2 separate regions of the Mus musculus genome follow, and region 1 is linked to region 2. Evidence: chromatin contacts called from public HiChIP or PLAC-seq data. All regions are on one chromosome and are shown on one strand. The core of a region is the stretch at or near the end of the contact, and the rest is flanking DNA. Distances in the headings are between cores, read along the strand shown.

Evidence for each region. HiChIP or PLAC-seq counts read pairs in DNA pulled down with a chosen protein or histone mark.
Region 1: a contact with region 2 is called in an H3K27ac HiChIP or PLAC-seq map of embryonic stem cells, with 6 read pairs. The contact joins the promoter of 1700067G17Rik here to the enhancer-like site in region 2. A contact is called at or near these places in 3 of 39 promoter capture datasets (the 3T3-L1 cell line, embryonic stem cells and liver), 2 of 484 Hi-C or Micro-C datasets (frontal cortex and nephron progenitors), 8 of 115 datasets of contacts at active chromatin or transcription factors (embryonic stem cells and extraembryonic endoderm stem cells) and 1 of 9 other capture datasets (embryonic stem cells).

The regions. Positions count from the first base shown.
Region 1 is chr1:89,014,449-89,018,406 of GRCm38.p6, forward strand. It overlaps 1700067G17Rik (RIKEN cDNA 1700067G17 gene), which reads left to right and starts at 1,665. Exons shown (of 3, transcript NR_040471.1): 1 at 1,665-1,924; 2 at 2,098-2,201. Gm34194 (a long non-coding RNA gene) reads right to left here and starts at 1,730. Exons shown (of 9, transcript XR_003947921.1): 1 at 1,525-1,730.
Region 2 is chr1:88,798,879-88,802,656 of GRCm38.p6, forward strand. No RefSeq gene overlaps it. Among named protein-coding and RNA genes, the nearest start is that of Platr5, 46 kb to the left of the region's middle. Within about 2 kb of position 1,768, at least 28 of the 459 cell types and tissues checked have an H3K27ac peak or open chromatin away from gene starts, as enhancers often do. A contact at or near this core is called in embryonic stem cells and extraembryonic endoderm stem cells, where this site is marked.

The sequences.
Region 1 (3,958 bases), core at 415-2,914, 220 kb after region 2:
ACTTACAAGAGCATGCTCCTTATAGAAGCATAGATGACTCAAAGCCAGCCCCAGCACGGGACTCGCCAGAGGGGCATCTTTGGAACGCCATGTACAGCTCTGGCTCCTGCAAAGAGTCTCCTCTCTCAAGCAATTTCTAATAGTATATTGCCCCGGGGAGAGCCTTATGAGTCCTGTAACTTTCTCTCTCCATCTAGGAGAGGGTGCATTGAAAGGTCTTTCCTTCAAAGAGAGGGTGCAATTGGGAGGTGACACCTACTACACAAATGGAATCAAGTCAGAATAGAGGTGAGGCCAGGGGACCCAATGTGGTATTCAGAAAATCAGAGCCTAAATCAGAGATTAGCACGCTCTGTAGACAGAGTGGGGGACTGGGCACTGGACTAAAATTAACAGGCAGAGGAGAGCACCTGGCAGGAAGCCCCCACTCCAAGACACCTTTAGCATAGCCAAAATTACCTCAAAAACACAGAGGATCTCCCTAGCACTGCGCCTGGTCAGCCAGACAAGGTCAGACAGGCATCCCAGAAAACATGTGGAAAACACTGACCAATCAGCACCGACTGGAGGAGAAACAAGAAAAATAAGTTGAAATCTACCATAACCAGAAAACACACTAAGGATCTAGCAATAACAATAGAGGTGCTTTATTAAGAAAATATGTTTCTCCTGGCTGTGAGTTCAGGATATGATGATCTAGGGAGGGTTGTATCAGGGAATAAAATGGAAACCAGAAGAGGAGACCTGGTATGGACCTTCAGCCTATGGGCAAACACAGTTGAGTGCACACCTCATGTATATACCATATACAGACACACATAAAATCAAATTGAAAGGTTTAATTAGATTCCATATATAAAAACGAAGTGAAGGCAAAAGCTTAATTCTCAGGCACAGACAGACTCTCTGGAGGATAGGGAGGAAATAGTTAAAGGAGGGGGGTTGGAGGGGAAGACAGCAGGTAAACAGGCTATTGTATGCTCTGAAAACGCCTTCTCAGCCATCACACACCTGCTCAGGATCAGCACAGGCAGCCGTTAAACTTGGACCATTTTGGAGAGAAACACAAGGGAGCCAACTACCGTCCCCTCCCAGACCTCCAATTAAGCGTGGCATCTGCTGAGTCATGAGGTCAGAGCACTCCTCCAAGCAAAAGTGCAGACACCGCCCAAAGTACCTGCGTGCCTGGGAGCTGTGGAAACTAGGAGAGGCACGGGGCGGTTTCTGTGACCAAGCCTGGGCAGGATATAAAAACTCAGCACAGAAGCAGGTCTAACGCGCAGGCAAGGAAGCTTCTGGAAGCCGGATAGGAAAGACATTTCTCCGAGTTGCATTAAGGAAAAACCAACCCCTACCCTCACCCTTGCCCCTGTCTGTCTCTGTCTCTCTAATTTCTGACAATAAAACATTTTCTCTGATTCGACAAGTTTTCTCCCTTCTTTACAGTTCTGCCTGGCTTTCTTTTGCTATGATAAAAACCAAAACTAAAAGCAACTTGGAAGTGAAAGGGTCTGTTCCCCTTACCTCTCTGCGGTTCCCAGTTTTGCTTCTGATTTCAAAGCGGTTACTCCACCCCCAACCTGAAACTCAGTGTTCCGATGTTCCTTCTCTGTTCCTGAATAAGGAAGCCTCGTGGTGCCAAGTCTAGGTGTGGACTCTTAACTGAGGCCATTTTGTTCTAGTGACCCTGGAGGGCGAACTCCATCTTTAACTCAAAAAACATCTGTCTTTCTTCGTCTCCCTTTTGGTTTCGACCTCCTGAAGTGCACGAGGTCTCCCCCTCTCCGGGCTGCTCACACCTCTTCCCTTCCTTTCCCCTCCATCTCTTTTTCAGACCATTGGCTTCTATCTCAGTAGCGGGGATGTTTCTCAGGCTCCTGGTCTACTCAGCCAGCAGCGCTCCATTTCTTCAGCATCAGATATGGTACTCACTGCCTTCCCATGCCCACGGTCCTCAACTCCAGCTCCTTGGCGGCTTTCCCACTCAGGAACCCTCTGTGGGTTCCCTCCCCTCCTCAGCAAACACTCTTGTTTTTTGTTTTTTGTTTTTTGTTTTTTCTGAAATTGCAGGTGACTTTCTATCCCTAATTCTTAGAGGCAGCAGGCTCTGGTGGTTCACTGTCAAGAAACTAGATGGATTCTGACACATGTGATCTAAGTTCCTTCCTTTAAGTGCCTTCTGGACTCCGTGAAATTTAAAGGCAAGTAAAACAAATAAATTTTCCCAGGCCACCTCAGACATATGTATCCTGTAGAGACCAGTGAGGGAGATGGAGCCTCGCTATAGTGACCCAGGGCATCGTCTAATAGAGATTTTTTGTGCTGGATTTCTTCTCACGCCCACAGCCAGCGCTAGAACACAATAACCAAAATATCTTGATTCATCCAAAAATAATCTTCACCTCAAAAGCCATTTTTAATTGGCAGATAAAATTGTATAAATTATCATGTACTGCATGCCATTCCAAAGTATATACACATTGTGCAATGAATAATTTGGTTAATTAATGTATGTGTTGTTTTGCATAGTTAGTATTTGAAGTGAGACTATATAAACTCTTAGCATTTTCTGAGAACATAATATGTATATTAACTATTACTATACTGGTGCTGTAGCGTGTGGTAAGTCTCTTGAAGTTACTCTTTATGTCCAATCATGTTTGTCTTCCTCCACTGACACTCCCCAAAGTTCCTCCTTCAACAATCCAGTCACCGTTCTACTCTTTCTCTGTCTCTCTCTGTCTCTGTCTCTCTCTATATGTGTGTGCATGTGCGTGTGTGTGTGTGTGTGTGTGTGTATTGAACTCATATTTTTTAGATTCCACACATCACTGAGGTCATGATGTATTTGCCTTTCTTTGTCTAACCTCTTCATATACCATAATGTCAGGTTCATTTAAATTGTCTCAAATGTTAGGATTGCCTTTCTTAGGGCTGAATAGTATATTCAATTGTGTATATATGTCCTGTTTTCCTTATGCATATTGCATTGATGGACACAGGTTGGTTGCACAACCAGTGTGAATAGTGAACAGTACTGCAGTGACCTCTCTCTCTCTCTCTCTCTCTCTCTCTTTCTCTCTCTCTCTCTTTCTCTCTCTCTCTGGGTGTGTGTGTGTCTGTGTGTGTGTGTGTGTGTTATTAATAGATGATATGATGGTTCTATATTTCGTTTTCTAGGGATAATTTCCCAATGCAAAATTATCTTAACTTATGAAAAGCAACTAATGAATATAATACTATGTTTCTTTACTGTAAGGGAAAGACCTGCACACTTTTGTATAAGTTGCTTTTTCTGTTTTCATCTGATGTCATATGTCCTAGTCAACTTTAATTGTCCAAACTTGACATAGCCTAGAGTCACCAGAGGTAGGAGACTCAACTGTTCCAATCAGGGATATTGTACTTGCTTGCAAGCATATCTGTGGAGGATTGTCTTGATTGCTAATTGGCTCACTGTGGGTAGCACCATTCCCTAGGCAGATGGTCCTGGGCTGTACAAGAAAGCTAGCTAAGCACAGCCTGCTGATGAACCAGCAAGCAGCAGCCCTCCATGGTTTCTGCTTCAAGTTCATGCTTGAGTTCTCACCCTGACTTCCTTTAATGATGGACTGAGGTCTGGAAATGTAAGTCGAATAAAACCTTCCTACTCTAAGCTGCTAAAGAATGCAACTAAAACAGCATATACAGTATGCCTTATATCCCTTACCATTTCATAGTGTGCCGCCCTTTGTCACAGGTACACCACTCTGTCAGAACCCACCAATTCCAAAGACCCATCTCATACTGACAACCAAAAGCTTTCTCAAGGCGAGTTTCTGGGTTGATTGGTGGGTTTAACATCAGTTTCGTTTGCATTGTGCTTGCAAAGATCCATCATTATCTCAATAGTGTCTTAAATATCCTTGAAACACAAATTAAGAATTTTATTTAAAAAATGCTTCGGAGATGCTTATTT
Region 2 (3,778 bases), core at 518-3,017:
TCAACGTCAAAACAAATTAAACACAGGAGGCCTCTTGTAAACTATGCCTCTGCCCAGGATGAGCCTGGCTTTTCTTTCCATTATGTAAATTCCATTAACAAAAACTTCTAAAAGGAGAAGCCGTGGGGAGGATTATTAAAGATGAATGATGCTTTCAAAGGCAGGTCAAGGTCTAAATCCCTAAAGCAGGATCTTCTCCACTATGGCCCTCACGGAAGACTCCTAGGAACGTTCCCTTTGGGGGCTTCTCTGAGTTCCTGTTGACTTCAGTGATTAATGGCTTGCCCTTTGAAAAAAGCAACAAAATAAGAAAAACAATAAAACCTCACTACGGAGATAGAGTAGGATCCAGCTGAAGGAGCGCTGCCTCTAATGTAACTCGAACATAAGTAGGAACTAGCTAAGCTTGTCAGCAACTAGAGAGGAAAAGGCTGTACGTCTAATATAAGCTGAGATTAGGTTTGGTGAGAATATATTTCTGTTAATTTGTTGACTAAGATTGCTCCTAATTAGGTCCTGTTCCCAGGACTAAAGAAGGCATCCCTGGCTCACAGCGCATCCGGCTCATTCCCATATAAAAGAACATGCCTTTAGCAGGCCATTCCCAGGGAGCAGCAGGGTCCCAGCCATGGTCCTGTGCTGCTTTGTGTTTATCAGGGAAAGACCTAATTCTGACAGGCAGAGATGCAGGCAGGCAGGCAGGCAGGCGGTCCTGACCCTGGGTAAGAACTACCAGAAAAGAACAATACCGGTTCACTTCAAAAGTAATCGTGACAGTATCTTTGCTGTGTAAATCTTCTACTTGTTGGAACAGCCAGACTCGAAGTCTTTTGTCTCCGCTTAACAGTTTAAAGTCAGGACCTAAAAGAGACTCAAAGAGGATAGCCTGTGTGGAACATTGAGTATTTATAGAAACTGCTAACATTGTCTGTTCATGGCTACTTTCCCTAGGAGGTTAGGCAGAAACAGGCCAGCCTTATTAAAGAGCCATTTCCCTCATCCCCTGGCTGTTCGGAGTGATTCTCATGTGTGTGTGTGTGTGTGTGTGTGTGTGTGTGTGTGTGTGTGGTGGGGTGGGAGAGGGGGTTCTTAACCGACCATCCCCTGTGTGCTTCAGTAGCTGACACTCACGCACCATCTAACGTGTTACCGTGGAGCACATTGTTCATTGTCCCAAGGCACAGTTGGGCCTTGTGTTGTACAGGAGATAAGTTCGGGGCTTTGAGCCATCATTTGTGATTACACGAAGTTCAGAGTTGCCTGACTGGCATTTCTGGAATTGTTGAAGACGAGATTCTTAGGAAGAGTTTGAAAGCCTAAGCATTTTGAGGCAAAATTGCATAATGAGAGAGAGAGAAAAAAAGGACCCACCTATCCTTGCCTTTGTGATTTAAAAACAAACAAAAGACAACAAATAAAAACAAAAAATTGGGCTTGCTGAACATGAAGCCTGCAAGTCACCTGCAGTTTTTTATGGGAGTGACCAAGTTAAGAACAAACACTTCAAGAACAGTGCTATCCACCAAGCATGGTGCTTTCAAATTATCTAAGAATTTGAGAGAGGAGAGTCTCTGCTTTGTAAAGTGTATAATATAGCCTGCCTACGGCAAAGGATGTACTCTATAAATTTATAAAAACAACAGCTCATGAATAAACAATGGACTTAATGCAAGTGCCTCAGGCTAGAGAGTGGATTCCGAGCCAGCCCCACCCTACCCACTCCTCCGCACACTGCAGGAGCAGCCACTTCTGTGCAAAGTCCAGTGTCCTTCAGCTAGAACTTGAAGGGCATTGTGTTTCCCTGGCCTCCGAGGCAAGGGTGTGGTGAAATCTAGTGAGGAGGAGGAAGACACAGGCACTGTTGTCCTGAAGTAACAAAGCAGAACAATAACAGATGTGACTTCTGGGACCCTGCTTTAGTCCCACGGTCAGGTTTAATGGCAGTGTTGACAGGTAGCTGGCTGTCCCTGTGTGTTTAGAGCTCAAAGATACCTCAAGTCAGGGGGACTCAACTGGCTTCCAGGTCTAAGATTTCACAAAAACCGAGTCCTGACTTCTGCTCACTGCTTCCCAGAGCATTGGTCCCACATGCATTTTGAGCCACTGGGAAGGATACTGAAAGTGGAGGGGGCTGGGTCCTTACACAGAGAACTGCTTCCCTTGGTGGACAGCTGCTTCTAGTGCCTTCTCAGGGAAAAGAGAGAAAGGTGATAGGTTAGTTCTTTGCCGCTGGTGAAATGAGCCAATTCAAACCAGATTAGATTAGATCATATTAAAGGCAGGTTTATTGGGAATTGAGGCCAGAGGAGTTGCCATTGGGAGGGATGGGGGACAGAGAAAGAGAGAAAGGGTATGAGCATAGAGAGAAGAGAGAGAGAGGAAAGGAATAGAGACCAACATGTCTGGATTATTATATAGGGAGGAGCCTCTGGGGTGGAAAGTTCAGGGTTGGGGGCAGGGTGTACCAGGTAGGAACTGAGGAATGCTGGGAGAACCTGGAGGCCTAGTCTGCTTTGGTATGTAAGTTATGCACTTCAGTCTCTTGTTCCAGGTCCTGAAACCAAAGGAAGGAAGGAAGGAAGGAAGGAAGGAAGGAAGGAAGGAAGGAAGGAAGGGAGGGAGGGAGGGAGGGAGGGAGGGAGGGAGGGAGGGAGGATCCAAAAGATATCAGTACTCATCCAGGTGTTAGATTAGAGCTAGATTGCTCAGTGAAGTTTTCTAACTTATTCATTCACTTCAAAAAAAATTGTTCACTAGGCAATTTGAGGTGACATTTCTGCTATAACTTTTTTGTTTGTTTTATTTTCCTGAGTTGAGGATAGAACCTCATGGATACTCATGGGTACTCATGGGTGTCATGGGTACTAAGTGAAGACTCTACTAACAGGTCACATCTCAGCCCTCCATCTTTCTTAAGGTGTGCTAACAAGTTGATTCTAATTCATCTTCATACTGAGATGAAATGTGCTAGCCAGCAGATCCCCAAAGCCCTCACCAAAGAAATCAAGATGTCCCAAGACTCGATCCCATGACTTAGGATCCTATCTATGGCTTAAGTCACAGTGGCTGGGTGTCACAGGTGACCTAGAGTCTGTCAGACCAGCACCCAGCAAGTGGCTCAGGAGATGACTTTGTCAACTTCATGGTGATCTGGCAAGCTGTTTGTTAAATTAAATGTAACTATTATTGCAAATAAACTGATGCAAACTTATAGTTAATTAGATTTTACTGAAAGTCAATGTAACTACTCCAAATCCATCTCTTAAGTATTTTAATGCAGTCATGCTTGGCTTCAAGGCTGTTTACAACTATGTTAGCTGCATAATGGAATTTCTGTGTCTCAACATGGAGCACACCCTTCTCCTATCTTTTCTTGTAAAAAATGTATTGTATTGTATTGTATTGTATTGTATTGTATTGTATTGTATTGTATTGTATTGTATTGTACTGTATTGCTTTGTATTGCTTTGTATTGTAATGTATTGTATTGTACTGTATTGTATCGATTATGGGCCTGTGTGTGGGTTTGGCCACATGAGTGCAGTGCCCAGAGAGATCAGAGCTGGATTTACAGTCAGTTGTCAGCTGCCCTCCATTGGTACTGGGATCCAAACTAGGGTCCTCTGCAAGAGCTGCAAGGGCAGTGTGCATGCTCTTAATTACTAAGCCATATCCACAGCCCAGTGATTTAGCCCAGACTGACTTCAAAGTGGAAATCTCCTGGCCTCTACCCTACTGGCACGAGCTACTATAACCATCACTGTCCTTTTGTCTTTGC